Linked DNA regions of Sander lucioperca: region 2 is linked to region 1. A link is a contact called in public Hi-C data. All regions are on one chromosome and are shown on one strand. Each heading gives the region's core, a stretch centred on a gene start, on an enhancer-like site or on the middle of the called end of the contact. The rest is flanking DNA. Distances are from core to core; before and after follow the strand shown. Region 1 holds the start of mboat2a (lysophospholipid acyltransferase 2). Region 2 holds the start of grhl1 (grainyhead-like protein 1 homolog).

Region 1 (6,760 bases), core at 2,676-5,175:
CGACTCTGGCCTGACCCCCAAACACAAAGACACTTCCTGTCTGATCTGTAAAGAGAAATGCTGCATGTCCCTGGAGGAGCAAGCCTGAGTGCAAAACATGAACTATTGACTATAAAAGGAGCTTATGGACTTTGTCACCACAATACAGATCAGCCATACAGCTTATCTTATAAACAAATGTGAGTCACACCATGATATGAGTATTTTTGTAAGAGAAAAAAAAACAAGAAAAGGAAAGAGAAATGCAAAGCTATCACACATGCATACACTTGTGAGCTGCCTGACCTTCATTATGTATGAGTGGGAACCTCCGGTAACTCATCCACTCATTCACATGCTGCTACAGCCTTTTAAATAGATTAGTGGAGGCTTTGTCTCGCCCTGCTCTTTCTCACCATCTCTTTTCTCCCCTCTAAAACCAAGCTCTTTAGGTGGAGTATCAGTCTGTGAGAGAGGCGACGAGAAAGGGGATGGGGTTGCCATGACGATGCCAACTTAACGAACTGTGTCTCGCTTCATGATTGTGGGTTTAATTGGATATCGTTGAGGAAGGACAAAAACACAGTTGAGTGAAGTGACATGAATGCAATGAAGCTCTGTCTCCCTAGCCGACTTAAAGTCATACTTTATCTCTTTGTGTAGTTATTATGAATGATTAATGCTGATTATATAAGAGCGGTAGTACATAAAGTGCATGGTGAGTGTTTCAGAGAGTGTAGTGATATAGTCCATGAGGAAAAGAGAAGGGACTGCTTGGCATTAATAAACACACACACACACACACACACACACACACACACGCACACACACTATGCACTGAGTCATTCTTCCACATACAAACAAATTGACTTGGATTCAAAATCAGGTTCCCTTAAATGCATTGCTCCACAGCAAGTTGCAGAAGGTTTTGACATTTAAAACATAAAGTGCAATTAAAGCAGAGTGTTGGTGTGGTGCACAATTACAGGTTCTGTTACCACTGGGACTGCAAGCACAAAACATGTGTGTTTAGTGTAAGTGTAAGTGTAAGAAAAGGGTGTGCTAATGCTACAAATACACAGACTGTTAATGAGAAAACACAAATCTAACAAGAACATTCCTAACACACACACACAGACACACACACACACACACACACACACACACACACACACACACACACAGCTTTGCTTCACAAATAACAGCAAGAAGTAAAAACAATATTGCACAAACACAAAACAAGGCCAAGGTAATTCCACTAAAGCTGGCTCTGCCATCATTACGTCTCTATGGTAAAAAATCTCTGATAAAACATGATGCTTACAAACACACAATACAATGTGGAGGTCACATTTATAACAAAGTATAGGCTAATGTATATCATTAATCGTAGCACTGCATGCAAATGAACAAATGCTGGTTTTGCAGTTTACTTTGATGTATTTCGAGGGCATATACGGTTCATCAGCCAGTTTTTAAATAATCACTTTCCACTAGCTTGAGCTGTTTACATGTAATGCCTTGCCTTACATTAGCTCATTTGATTATCTAGTTGCTTTCATTTATTATGTGGTGGAGCTTCACTTCCTTTTTTTACTCTTCCTCCCCCAGCTCAGATGTACATAACTGGAACCCGTCTACCAATGCACCTAAAGGTCATGACTGTTTTGTGCTTAAACACATCTGCTTTTTATTCTTCTTGATCTCATGGAGTCACAATTTGGTTATCTGTGCATCTGTAGTTTATCTGATCAATTATGCTTGACATTTTCATTTTTTCACTGTGCCATCCTCATCAGTGAGCTGATGCTCTTCGTAATAATCAAAAGTAAGAGTACAGAGGTCACAAACCCGTGATATTGTTCCTGGGAGAAAATATTTAGAAATAACTGAGGAAAAGAGTATACATGATGAGTGATATGCATAGTCAGCTTTCTATTTATTGTCTAGCACTGTCCCTTTTTGAATTTGAAATCACATTAAATTTGAGTGTATTTGTATCAAAATGCTACTTGTGTCAGTATCGGTATGACAAATCCATCTACATTCAGAGCATTTTAAACTGATGTTTTGCTGATGATAAGCATATTGACAATGATGTAGTGACAGCACAACACATGGTGCAAAACTTTCTGTCTTGATTCATAAACCTTATATGATTACCTTTCTGGCATTGTACATACTTTTGAAAAATTCTAATTTTGTGTTGGAACTCCCTGCCCTAAATGAACAAAAGTGAAAGCAGATGAGTTGGCATTGGTAAGGTATAGTGCTGCCCTCTATTGGCTACTGCGCCTTGTTGCAAACCTTATTCAAACAAAACATAACTATTATATCAGAGATAAAATCTTCAATTACAAAGTCACAACTTCAGAGGAATAATGTAGAATTAATGGTTAAAAAAAATCATAGTATAAGTTTAAACAGTTTGATGAATTATGAATATGGTATAACATTCTTCTGTGCATGTCCTTAAATTTGAATCCTTTCTTATGGAAATATTTCCTGTTTTATTAAGGAAATACAATATATGTATTTACTAAATTGTATCTAAGTAGGTTTCTGGGGAACATACTTTAAACCATTAGGTGGTGCTTATAGACAGTGAATAAATAAAAGGCTGCTGCCAGAGGCTATTGCATAACAATCCAAGTAACCAGTAGCTATCTGATTGATCACAATAGCTTAATTTTCATAAACAAACTGTAGTGGTCCCTTTATCCTGTCTTTGCAGTAACTTGATTTTCAGATTCATTCATTCATTCATTCATTCACTCTTAGACCATACATTGTGGTATGGAGTAGAAAACATCAGTACAAAGATAAATAGCCAAAATAGATCCTTAACACAAACTAAATCATTTAAAAAAGGGCATGTTGCTCAAAAAGGCACCTAATCCACATACTATCCTTAAATTATCTGTCTACAACACAAGTTTAAACATGGACGGGCGGCTTACAAAGCATTTAGGCAAATATTGCTTGTATTTTTACATTCAAATAGAACATGGCATTTGTACCCCCGACAGTTGTTATCACATGAATTACAAAATCTTTTGTTCCTTAAATACTTCATATAGATATTTCATATTTTCATTGCCATGTCAAGTTTATTTATATAGCCCAATATCACAAATTCGCCGCAAGGAGCTTTAAACAATTTCATGATGCAGTGCAATCAATATTATGCAGGGAAAGGTAACATCCTGCCCTATGTTTCTATGTTTATTTCGCTTCTTCTGTCTTACAACTAAAAAATACAATGTAGATTTGAAATATATTCAAGAATATATAATTTGACACAAGAAATGGGTTACATCTGTGTCCAATGATCTATTGACAAAATACATCTAATAAAAAAGCGTAATAGGCTATATGTCCATGTCTAGATTGTTAAATGTTTGCACAATGTCAAAATGTGTGTGTGTGTGTGTGTGTGTGTGTGTGTGTGTGTGTGTGTGTGTGTGTGTGTGTGTGTGTGTGTGTGTGGTCACCATTTAAGAGCTCTTAATCTCTTTTTTTTAAACAGTTAAAAATACGAGTGCAGATAGTGCAGATGCAGGTCTTTTGCTTTGAACAACCATCACTGGCCTCACTGTAGTCATTTCCTCAAATGAAGCCTGCCAAATGCCCCCTTACGTCACACTTTTGTCCTTCATGTGTGGAATGCTATGTGAAATGGGTGGGGCAAAGAGTGGGGAGTGACGACAGTCACCATTATTCAGTTTCAATTTGCCTTGAGGACTGTAAATCAAGACCCTTCTTCCATTTACAAAGTGGTATTGGTTGATGGATTCCCTGTCTCCACACGATAGGTCAAAATATATGGTTATAATAACGGAGGGCTGGGCCGCCATCTCTCCACCTACATTATCACCATTTCTATTGTTGTCAAAGAGACTCTGCTATTAAGATAGTTCATGTCTTACTCTACTGTCATAGTAACCATGGTCCAGTCGTGGGTAGCGTACAAATATTTTAAAAACTTAATGAGTAGGCACCAAAAAGGGTAGCTAGCAAAAGGTACAATCTCTCTTTTCATGTAAAAACCGGCGCAAATATTGCTTTTTGACACAAGACATACTACAAATGCGCACAACAGGAACGCCTTAAAACGAGAAATTGAGTATTAACATGTTGTCAGTAGAGTAGGCTGCTACCTAAAACGCCACCGCTTACGCTAATTTAAATCAAATATATGTAACAGCGATTAAAACAAAAACGCCACTCTCGCCGACTCCTATTTAACAATACGACGTATTTTGCTCCTATCGAACGTTAGACCGAAGAGAAAGTGGTCGAGCAGTGAAAATCTTGTCGTCATTTTGTACTCTTTGTTGGATGTGTGCTGTGTATAACAACCATACAGTCCGTCGCAACAACAGCAGCAGCAGCAGCAGTGTATTTATCATCGCAGCAGCCGAGGGGAGTGAAAGGAACCGGAGGAAGGAGAAAGAAAGGATTTAAGCACACCGACCAAGCATGGCTACGCAAACGACAGCATCATGTACTGGATCTACTCTTTTGCAGCCAATCAGCGAAATTATCAATCTCCCTGTTGACCAGGTATGTTTTAGGATGGAGAAAATATCAACCCACGAACCGCCTGACTTGAGAATACATTTTACACAGCACATTCATCGTAGTTCGCTAGCACAAGTGCATAAAACATTAGCAGAGACTGATAATGCGCAGCGCTGTTCTTCCCAAACGTTAGCTTAGCCTTTAACGTCATATGTTATCGTTACATTGCGGATTTACTGAAAACGAGTGCAATCACTGATTTGTTTCACTATCATCAGGTAGCCCCCTTTCAAAAGCTACACTACAGCTAATCCCTTTTGTCTTTTCCCATCGATGCCCAAAAACCTAATCCAGTGGTTCCTAAACTGGGGTCTGAAGCTCCTCGGAGAGGCTTTGGTCTGCCTTTCATTGTATCACTAACTATAATCTGGATTAACTAGTTACATTTCACCTAAATTAACGTTAGCCATATAATAGTGTGTAGGCCGCAATGACCAATCTGCTATATTGTAACAGTTTTCGCATTGTTAAGAAACGGACAACACAATCTAGTTTTATGTAAAATGGTTTCCAAAGATTGAAAATATTAGGAACCTGTAACGTTAGTTGCTGATGAAATCAGATGTTGGAGTTGGCATGACACTATTCAGTTCAAAGGCACCTGAAGCACTACTTGGAGAAAGCCATGCAGTTTATATGTGGTTTTCAGGTAAAGCCTATGTTTTAGAAATCCAATCCTGTAGGAATTAAAGATCATGTATTTTTACATTTGCAAACCTAAACCAGGTCAAAATATAGTTAAAAACAAACATGTGGTTCATGGTAACAGATTACTTTGCTGGTCACCATTGCTCATCTGTAATGACAGAGAGCACCACACCTTCTCTGTCTCTGTCTTCTCACATTTTGAGGCAGCGCTGAAATGGGTTGGGTAACCACTGTAGGTGAGATTAGCCTGGAATTATGGGATTATAATAGTAATAGTAATAATTATAATAATATATAATAGCTAGTGATAATTTTCTGAAGTGGAATTCATTGCAAAATGTCTGCAAATGTTTGCATTGCAAATACATTGTCATTTTCACATTCACAGGCACCACACCTACACAATTGCACATGCAAATGCAAAGTACATTTCCATAGCAATGATTTCAAAACTCACCAGAGCCTGAGGTGGTGTGTGGAAACATACAGTACAGTCATGTCAGCACAGATCAGGGTTTGTCTAGACAGGCTTCTGTGGACACAAAAAAACAACACAAATTTTAAGTGCCACTTTGGCTTGTTTAATTTAAATATATCACATGTTAACTACTATAATTGGAGTGGTGTCCTCCAATTATTGTAATTTTCATTGTTTTAATATGGTGGATTCTTAAATTTCCCTCTAAGTTATCTGATACCTAAAATGTGTTAGCCACATAGTAGCAAATAGTGTTTTTATTGTAAGAACATTTTCTGGAATGAAACTCAATTTATGTTTCCCAGTATAGTCAGTGTGAACACCAGGAATCCACTGTCCATCAGTATGAGTAACCCTTTCTTGTATAGAGCAAGAATAGATTTTCCCTCACAAATGGACTTCTTTTGGATTCTTCTTATGCTGGCAACGTTTTGCTGTGGATCTTTGCCCTGTGTCATCAGCGGCAGAATCCCTTATTTATGTTACGCTTTCCTTATCAGCATGAGGCCACATACAGATCGAGTCTCTTTCCTGCTCCTGCCAAGCACTCTTACATGCAAGCTTCATGACTTACTCTTCTCTTCACACTGGAACTCAGCAAAGCCTTGCTTTACATATATTTGTATTCTCAACTCTGTGATAGTAATAGTTTGCATGTTTGAAAAAGTGTCGCCACCGCTTTTAGATAAAATGATTTTAAATGTAATGTTCATAATCATGTTAATTTGCCAATGAACTGTGTGCTCATGTAAACTTGGCCTCTTTATCAGCTCCCAATGCACACACAGTGACTAACCTCTTAACTACTTGTCTTGTTGTGGATCAAACAGCAAACGTATGCAACCATCTTTCATTTTCCGTACTACCTGCTTGTGCAGACTGGAATGTTTGATTATGACTCTCTCCAGCCTGTGTGAGGAATATTGCTGAGAGAGGATTCACCTTTTAAAGTGATCTGTCTACATCATAAACTCATTCTCTGAACTTAGAAAAAGAGTTCAAGTGCATTAATTACTGTGCCTCTAATAAGTCCAACAATGAGTATACATTAATGGAACCCCACAGTTTGTT
Region 2 (6,760 bases), core at 2,583-5,082, 150 kb before region 1:
CGCCGTCCTGATGAGGAGCCATGGTGTGTCCAGACTGGAGCTGGTGTCTGCATCAAAGAAAAACAGCACATATGTAGTATTGGATTTGAAGTGTTATCCAGCATATTGTGAAGCCCATTAACCAAAACTAACATTAACTCTTTCATATACCCTGACATGAGCACATATACCCTTTCAGGACCTATATTCTAATTAACATTAAGATTATATGTTTTTTTACTCATATTTTAACCTGTTCTCAGTGTTTTTTTCTGTTTTGTAAATGTGTTCATGTGATTAGTGTTTTTAATTTATGTTTTCACTGCTGTGCAACCAATTTAGAGAGAAATTGATTGATTGATTGATTACCCTTAGATAACCATTTAAAAGGAATTAGTAGCTCTCAGGCTATATTCTTTTATTCTCCTTAGATATTTTAAAGCTTTATCTGTTATTTGACATGTGTATATTGTACACTTATGACACATATGACTGCTTATATTCATTCTTTTTGCGTCTCAGTGAGATCATCTGATAAAAAAAGTTAGTATAGCTGTGTGTTTTAACTTTAAATGAAGAGCAAATCTAGTGGAGAGACTCCTTAATTGTGTTCAAGCTAAAACCAAGGCTGTTTTCCTTCCTGAAAAGTCTTTTTGGAGAAACAAAGTGGTCCTCCACAGATGAATATGTGTACAGTTTTAAATAGATTTTAATAAATGAGCAGTTAAGGCTGCACACTGTACTGCTTCTACATAAATATGCAAATGTATGCATAAAATTCAGAGAATGTGAAATAGCTTGAATCCCTCTGTTCCTTTCATGCTGTAGATCCCCTCGGCTTTTCATGCTCTTATTTTTTAAAGGGGGGTGGTATTAGGTGAGGGCTGCTGCTTACCTTTTGTTGGGATCCACATCACAGACCAGTGTTTCTGGCTTGCTCTGGGTTATTGTTCTCTTTTCCCTGGGCACCTGTATGGGAGGGTAAACACAGCCGCTCAGCGTCTGACCACATCACATCCAACAAGCCGGGTCATCCTGCTGTCTATAGATCAGTTACATGACATAGGGCTCTGTCTAACAGATGCTGCTTCATTGTCGGATGTCAGTATGGAAGATCATATAGGTAAAGCCTGATTTGATTGCTTCCGGATCCACTGTGAATTTTTGACAAAAGAGCTCAGAAAGTTGGAGAATTATTTCCCGCATGGTCAAGACAGTAATTCTTAAGGTTTTCCTGTTACCTTATAGTAGTCGTAGAGCAGGCCGAGAGCTGCTGCGCTATCCTCGTCTCCGTTTATGCTCATCATGGCCTTGGTGGCAGCCGTCAGTGGGTTCTCCAGAAAGGATTTCCAGGCTTCATCTTCTGTGGTGAAGGAGCGACGCTGGCCGCCATAGCCCGGCTCGTTCTGGAGAACCAGGACCGCACGCTTACTGCGAGAAAAGAAGAGGATGTTTCATAAGTTGCTGTGTACTAACCAAATTATTAAGATGCTAATGTTTTTTTTAATGCAGAGATGTGCTTATGTGATGTCATTTATCTTTATCAAATCATGTTTCAGTTGATGTCAACAATTGATGGCATTACTTTAAATATACTCTATGGATGCAATGTTGTCATCATGTTGAATCATGGTGACAAATAGCAGATATAGACTCTGGATTATATGAGCTTCTTATCAAGCATATAAATGATTTATTTTCCTCACTGACATGTACCAGTTTACAAAGCCAAGAAGTACAACCAAAACCTCGTTCAGAACACACAAACAGGTTATAAGAGCGAGAGATCAACCATGTAGATGTTCTTTATCTGTAAGACCTGTTGTTCAAGCTTTTCAATGATTGCACAACAATTCTCAGCCATCGAACCACTGAAGTGTCTCTAGCGAAAGATGCTCTACAGGCTCATCCAGTGTGACGACTCTGGTTCGGGGACTTCTCATTGGCTGAGAACTGACCGCAAATGACGCACCTGACCCTGCCACATTCCAGCGCCATGCTACTGTTTTTTTTTTGTAAGAGAATCATGAGTTTTTATTCTAAGTCACCGGCTGCATCCCTCTCCTCCTCTTCCGCCTTGTGAGGCCTTTAGAGTCATTGCTAAACAGAACTCAGTTGGACAAATTAGAACACAACGGCTTGTGTTTCTATGTGTCTCATCTGCTTGCAGTGGTATTAAAGGGGTACATTTAAGTTCATTGAACTCAGGTAAACAGCTTGAATTTAAAAGGAAATTAAGCTTCAGTTTCGAGAAGTGAGATACATTCAAAATTTCAACACTGAACATGCCTATTTACTGTAAATTGTAATGTTTGCTCAGCTTCTATTTACTTAGATGGGTTAAGCGTAACGCCTAAAACAAGGAAAAGTCATTAGTCGAGCTCTTGTTATTAAAGTTTCATATAGATCACTAGCTTTCTGTGTCAAACTTTAGAAACTACACACACATTCAATCATCCTGCCACCAAATCTGTCTGCTGGATTTTCTGCCACGACAAAGTAATTATGATGAAGTACAAACGGACTGGCTCAGTTTCCACATTGAGTATCTACAACAAACATAGCTTTTTTCCCTCTCAGTGGTCAAAGCAAAGTGATAATTAGTAATCTTATATCTAATTGTGCTATTCATATAATGCAACCTGATAAGATCCATTATTAACTGGCAATAAAACTCTAAGGAAATGTAATCCATTACTAAACCAAAACAAAGACGACTTTGATTGATTTAGCTTGTAGTCAGTAATGCAGCATACATTAACAGATTGTCACTTTTAATGTACAAAAGCATGAAAAAAACCCTTTAACATTTAGAAGTGTGCATGTAGTCTCTATTTTAAGATTTTTAACATTTGAGTCATGTAGTCATATAGCCTATAGTAAAATCCACCAAAACCTCATAAGGTCCTGTGCTTGCTTACATTGTCTGTGTTAGTAAAGGCGAGCCAACGCCTAGCAGGTGTACAATTTCACTCCCCTTAAAATTCTCCTTGTCATTGACCTCAAAAACATACAGAATATAGGCTAAGCATTTATATCAACATGAAAATTATTCATCTTTAAAAAAGAATACTTTTTTAGTGAAGCTGTTGATCAAAACTCTTACATGAATAGAATAACCATCTGCAGAGCCAGCTTTCTTTAGCTGACAGCTCCATGCTGCTGAGGTCCATGTTTATTCCTGAATAAACATAATTAAGACTATCCACATAACTTCTAGAGCTTAAAGCAAAACCAACAGGCGTTATTCTAACAGGCGCCTCTGCTCGCACGACAGGTGGAGATACACCTGTACAGGCTTGAACATGACAGGTGAAATGAGCGCAGTTACACCATGGGAAACTATGAGATATAATCGCTTTCCCACTTGGCAGCCCAGTCTTAAAGTAAACTTCCCTTGTTTAAAAAAGAAAGAATCTATAATAAATAATCCTAAAAGAATGCTTAAATATCAGCAGCCGCAGGTCAGAGGTGGACCACAAAGTTTCCTCGGATTTTAAAATCGGTCTGTGCAATGAACTCACAGAAAAAGTATAAAAATTCCAAAAAATATTTACAGTCAGTATTACAAGCTTATAGTGTCTCGTGCTCGTTCTGCAGGCTAAAAGTGGAGCGTCAGGACAACTTACTTGTCATGCTCCTGTGACATCTCTGTCGGTCGAACTGGACTTTCTAGTTGGTACTGAAAATCCGATCCGTCTTCTTTACCGTGAAAAACTCCGCCGCTAACGCTGGATGAGGGCCGCGGCAACAAACAAGGTGTCCCCTAGTGAGAGAACGGGTTTTGTCGGCTTTTCTCGCTTTTTTGGGGCAATGCTTAGATATTAAGGCCGGTTTTACCTATGACAGGCCCGCGGATTGGATTACAGGTGTCTGGGAGGGCGGGGCCAACTGTCAATTACCCTCTCCGAGGTTGTGATTGGCTCATCTGGTGGCCTACCTGAGAGCTGTAGAAGGACTCAGGGTGAGCCAGAGGAGGAGCAGGTTTTAACAGCTGTGATTTTATCATTGGGTTATTCATTTGGAAAGAAATAATGTCTATGTTCAAATTGGCTAGGCCTACATAATTTGTTTAAAAACGTGATTAAAGGGTTTAAGGTTAAAACAAAGGTGATTAAAAGAAAAAAACGGATAAAACACTAAAGGGAAAAAAATTATTAAAAAAAACTAAAGATGCATGAATATTACAACTATACAACTGATGAATGTGTTTGCACAAATCAGTGGTGGGGTGCTAATTTAAGGACTGGAGCAAGGAACATCTTCTCATGATTACTGCAGCATTATGGGCAGTAATGGTAATTATGTATGTTTTAGGTATGAAGACTTTATGTTCAGTAATGTAGTCTATATGTATGGAATGCCTGTCCTCCAATGAGAATCAAAAATAATAATTATCATAAAAAAACGCATGTGTATCTGCAGGTATTGAGTACTGACCAGATACAGTGCTCTCTTTTCCCCAAATGTCAAATCTGTAATCATCACTGCATGGAGATCACTAAAATCAATTTAATGTAAGTTAACATGAGGCTTAAAATTGACTCAGTTTATAATGACATCGACAAAGAAGCTGTTTTTAAAGTGTTGGTTCAACATTTTCAGTCAGGTGCCCACATGAACATTGAAACAGGTTTTACTTGCTGTGGCCATTAAAAAACCCACGCTTTGTTCTGTACATATAGGCTTTACTCTAAAGTTTATCCAAAGAAAATATGAGGTTTCAGCAGTCTGACTTAGACAAATCAAGTGAGTATCTTCTGTAGTTAATGTCTTTTACAGTAAGTTCAAAATTCAGAGACTGACTTAAAAAATTGTCTACCTATCCTTTGATGTCATGGTCCTATAATCTGCTTAAAAATGTCAGGATCTGAATGGATATCAGTATTGGATCGGTGCATAAAATATGAATATGTTTTATGTTTGGTTTATTGTTTAGATTTATAGTGTTATTGACCTGATTACAATTAATTGCTTGAAAAAAAATAATTAAAACCTGAACATCTACAATTTATATACGGATCCTGGTCGAAAGCTCCAGAACAGAGAGTTTTCCACTAAATGGACCTTGTGGTGAGATGGTTGTTTTGGCCGCTAATCAATAGTTTTGAAACCTTTTGTTGGATCACTTGATCATAAAACAATTGATTACAATTTTTGTAAGAAATGTAAATCCATAAAAATTGAAACGCTCTAGATCTGTCCGTTTACATCTTTGAGCATTTTGTGAGCTTGGAAATTTGGAAAAATCAATTTCAATAAATAAAATAATAAAATTAAGTAAAACATAATGTAAAAGTAGGTTTTCTTTCCTCCATTACATCCCCAGAAGACACCAAGAGACTGAATCCTAAAATCTTGTTTCAGATTACCACGTGCAAACTGACAAAATAAAATATACGTAACATTTTCCTCCACATGGCTGAGTCAGTTTTTCATTCTGCTTAGGTTAACTTTCCTCCACATTTTATGAAGAAATACTCCCACCTGTGCCAGTGTTACTGGATGATGACATAGAACGTTGTTGACATTCTCTTTGAGGACAGATTACCATCAGCCTGCACAGCTGCAGGTGAGAGGCAAATAAGTCCTGAAACCTCAACAGAACCATCAAAAGTGCAAATGAAAAACTGAATTAGCATGCAACCAAATCAGGGGGACAACTCTTAACAGCTAACATCTAATCTACAGCATCCTGCAGCAAGTAGCATGAATCAGTGGCAAATTACTCTCAATGGGGTTTTATTGAACGGGGAGTTTTTTTTATGGAAGACTGGTATGACAAATGTTAACAATTAGTTGCCAACTTTACTGTAAACAAGTTTATCAGTCTATCAGATATTTTGAGCCGGTCCGATGTGACATACTGTGTTTGCATTGGCTTTATTTTTCATAATCCTCTACAACTAGCTATGATGATTGTGAAAAAACCCTTTACAATAAAACCTTAAAACCCCAAAACAGGAGATGAAAAGAAACACCCTGAGTGAAAACAAACAGCTTTGTTAGAGACAGTGGGAGCTTAAAAGATGCTATCAGCAATATTCAAAGTTTCTCCCCACAAACACCACTGAGACAGAAACTAACATAAATCACTCCTCCCACCACCCACCCACACACACACGCACACACACACGCACACGCACACGCACACGCACACGCACACGCACACACACACACACACACACACGCACACACACACACACACACACACACACACACACACACACACACACACACACCAAAACGGACTCAACCTCCTGCTCCTGGATCCTGGTTTACTGTTTATTTATCCCAGTGGAAGGACACCTGCTTCTCCTGAAGCTTGTTTGTGTTTGCACTGAGGACATGGGATAATACAGTGAGAGAGGATAGGAGGGTGTGTGTGTGTGTGTGTGTGTGTGTGAGGCTGGGAATATGTGCCCGGAGTGCTGATGGTGGGTCCGACTTGATCCTGACTCGACATGGAGCCGAGAGGCCAAACCATGGGGGGAAAACAGACAAACGAAAAAGAGTGTGGATCAAAGCGTGAGATCAAACCTGAGAAAAGACCTGCCGAGTTATTCTCGGTAGGTGGAAGATAGATAGATAGATTTAGACAGATACTTGAGTAAAAGTACAAATGCAGCAATGCAAAAACACTCCATTACAAGTAGAAGTCTTTTCATTTAAAATCCTACTTAAGTAAAAGTTCAGAATTATTAGCAAAATGTATAGTTGACAGATGATGATTAATGGGAGAGGAAAGAATAAAAAGCAACATTTATATTCACCTTTTTTG

The links. Hi-C and Micro-C count contacts between places; a contact is called where the count stands out from the background.
Region 2: a Hi-C map of liver shows a contact between it and region 1, with 3 times the contacts expected there. The contact joins the promoter of grhl1 here to the promoter of mboat2a in region 1. A contact is called at or near these places in 2 of 2 Hi-C or Micro-C datasets (liver and muscle).

The regions. Positions count from the first base shown.
Region 1 is chr18:11,587,204-11,593,963 of SLUC_FBN_1.2, reverse strand. It overlaps mboat2a (lysophospholipid acyltransferase 2), which reads left to right and starts at 3,925. Exons shown (of 13, transcript XM_031278969.2): 1 at 3,925-4,545. The coding sequence starts at 4,462.
Region 2 is chr18:11,741,677-11,748,436 of SLUC_FBN_1.2, reverse strand. grhl1 (grainyhead-like protein 1 homolog) reads right to left here and starts at 3,832. Exons shown (of 16, transcript XM_035994833.1): 1 at 3,609-3,832; 2 at 1,221-1,410; 3 at 875-948; 4 at 1-47. The coding sequence starts at 3,628.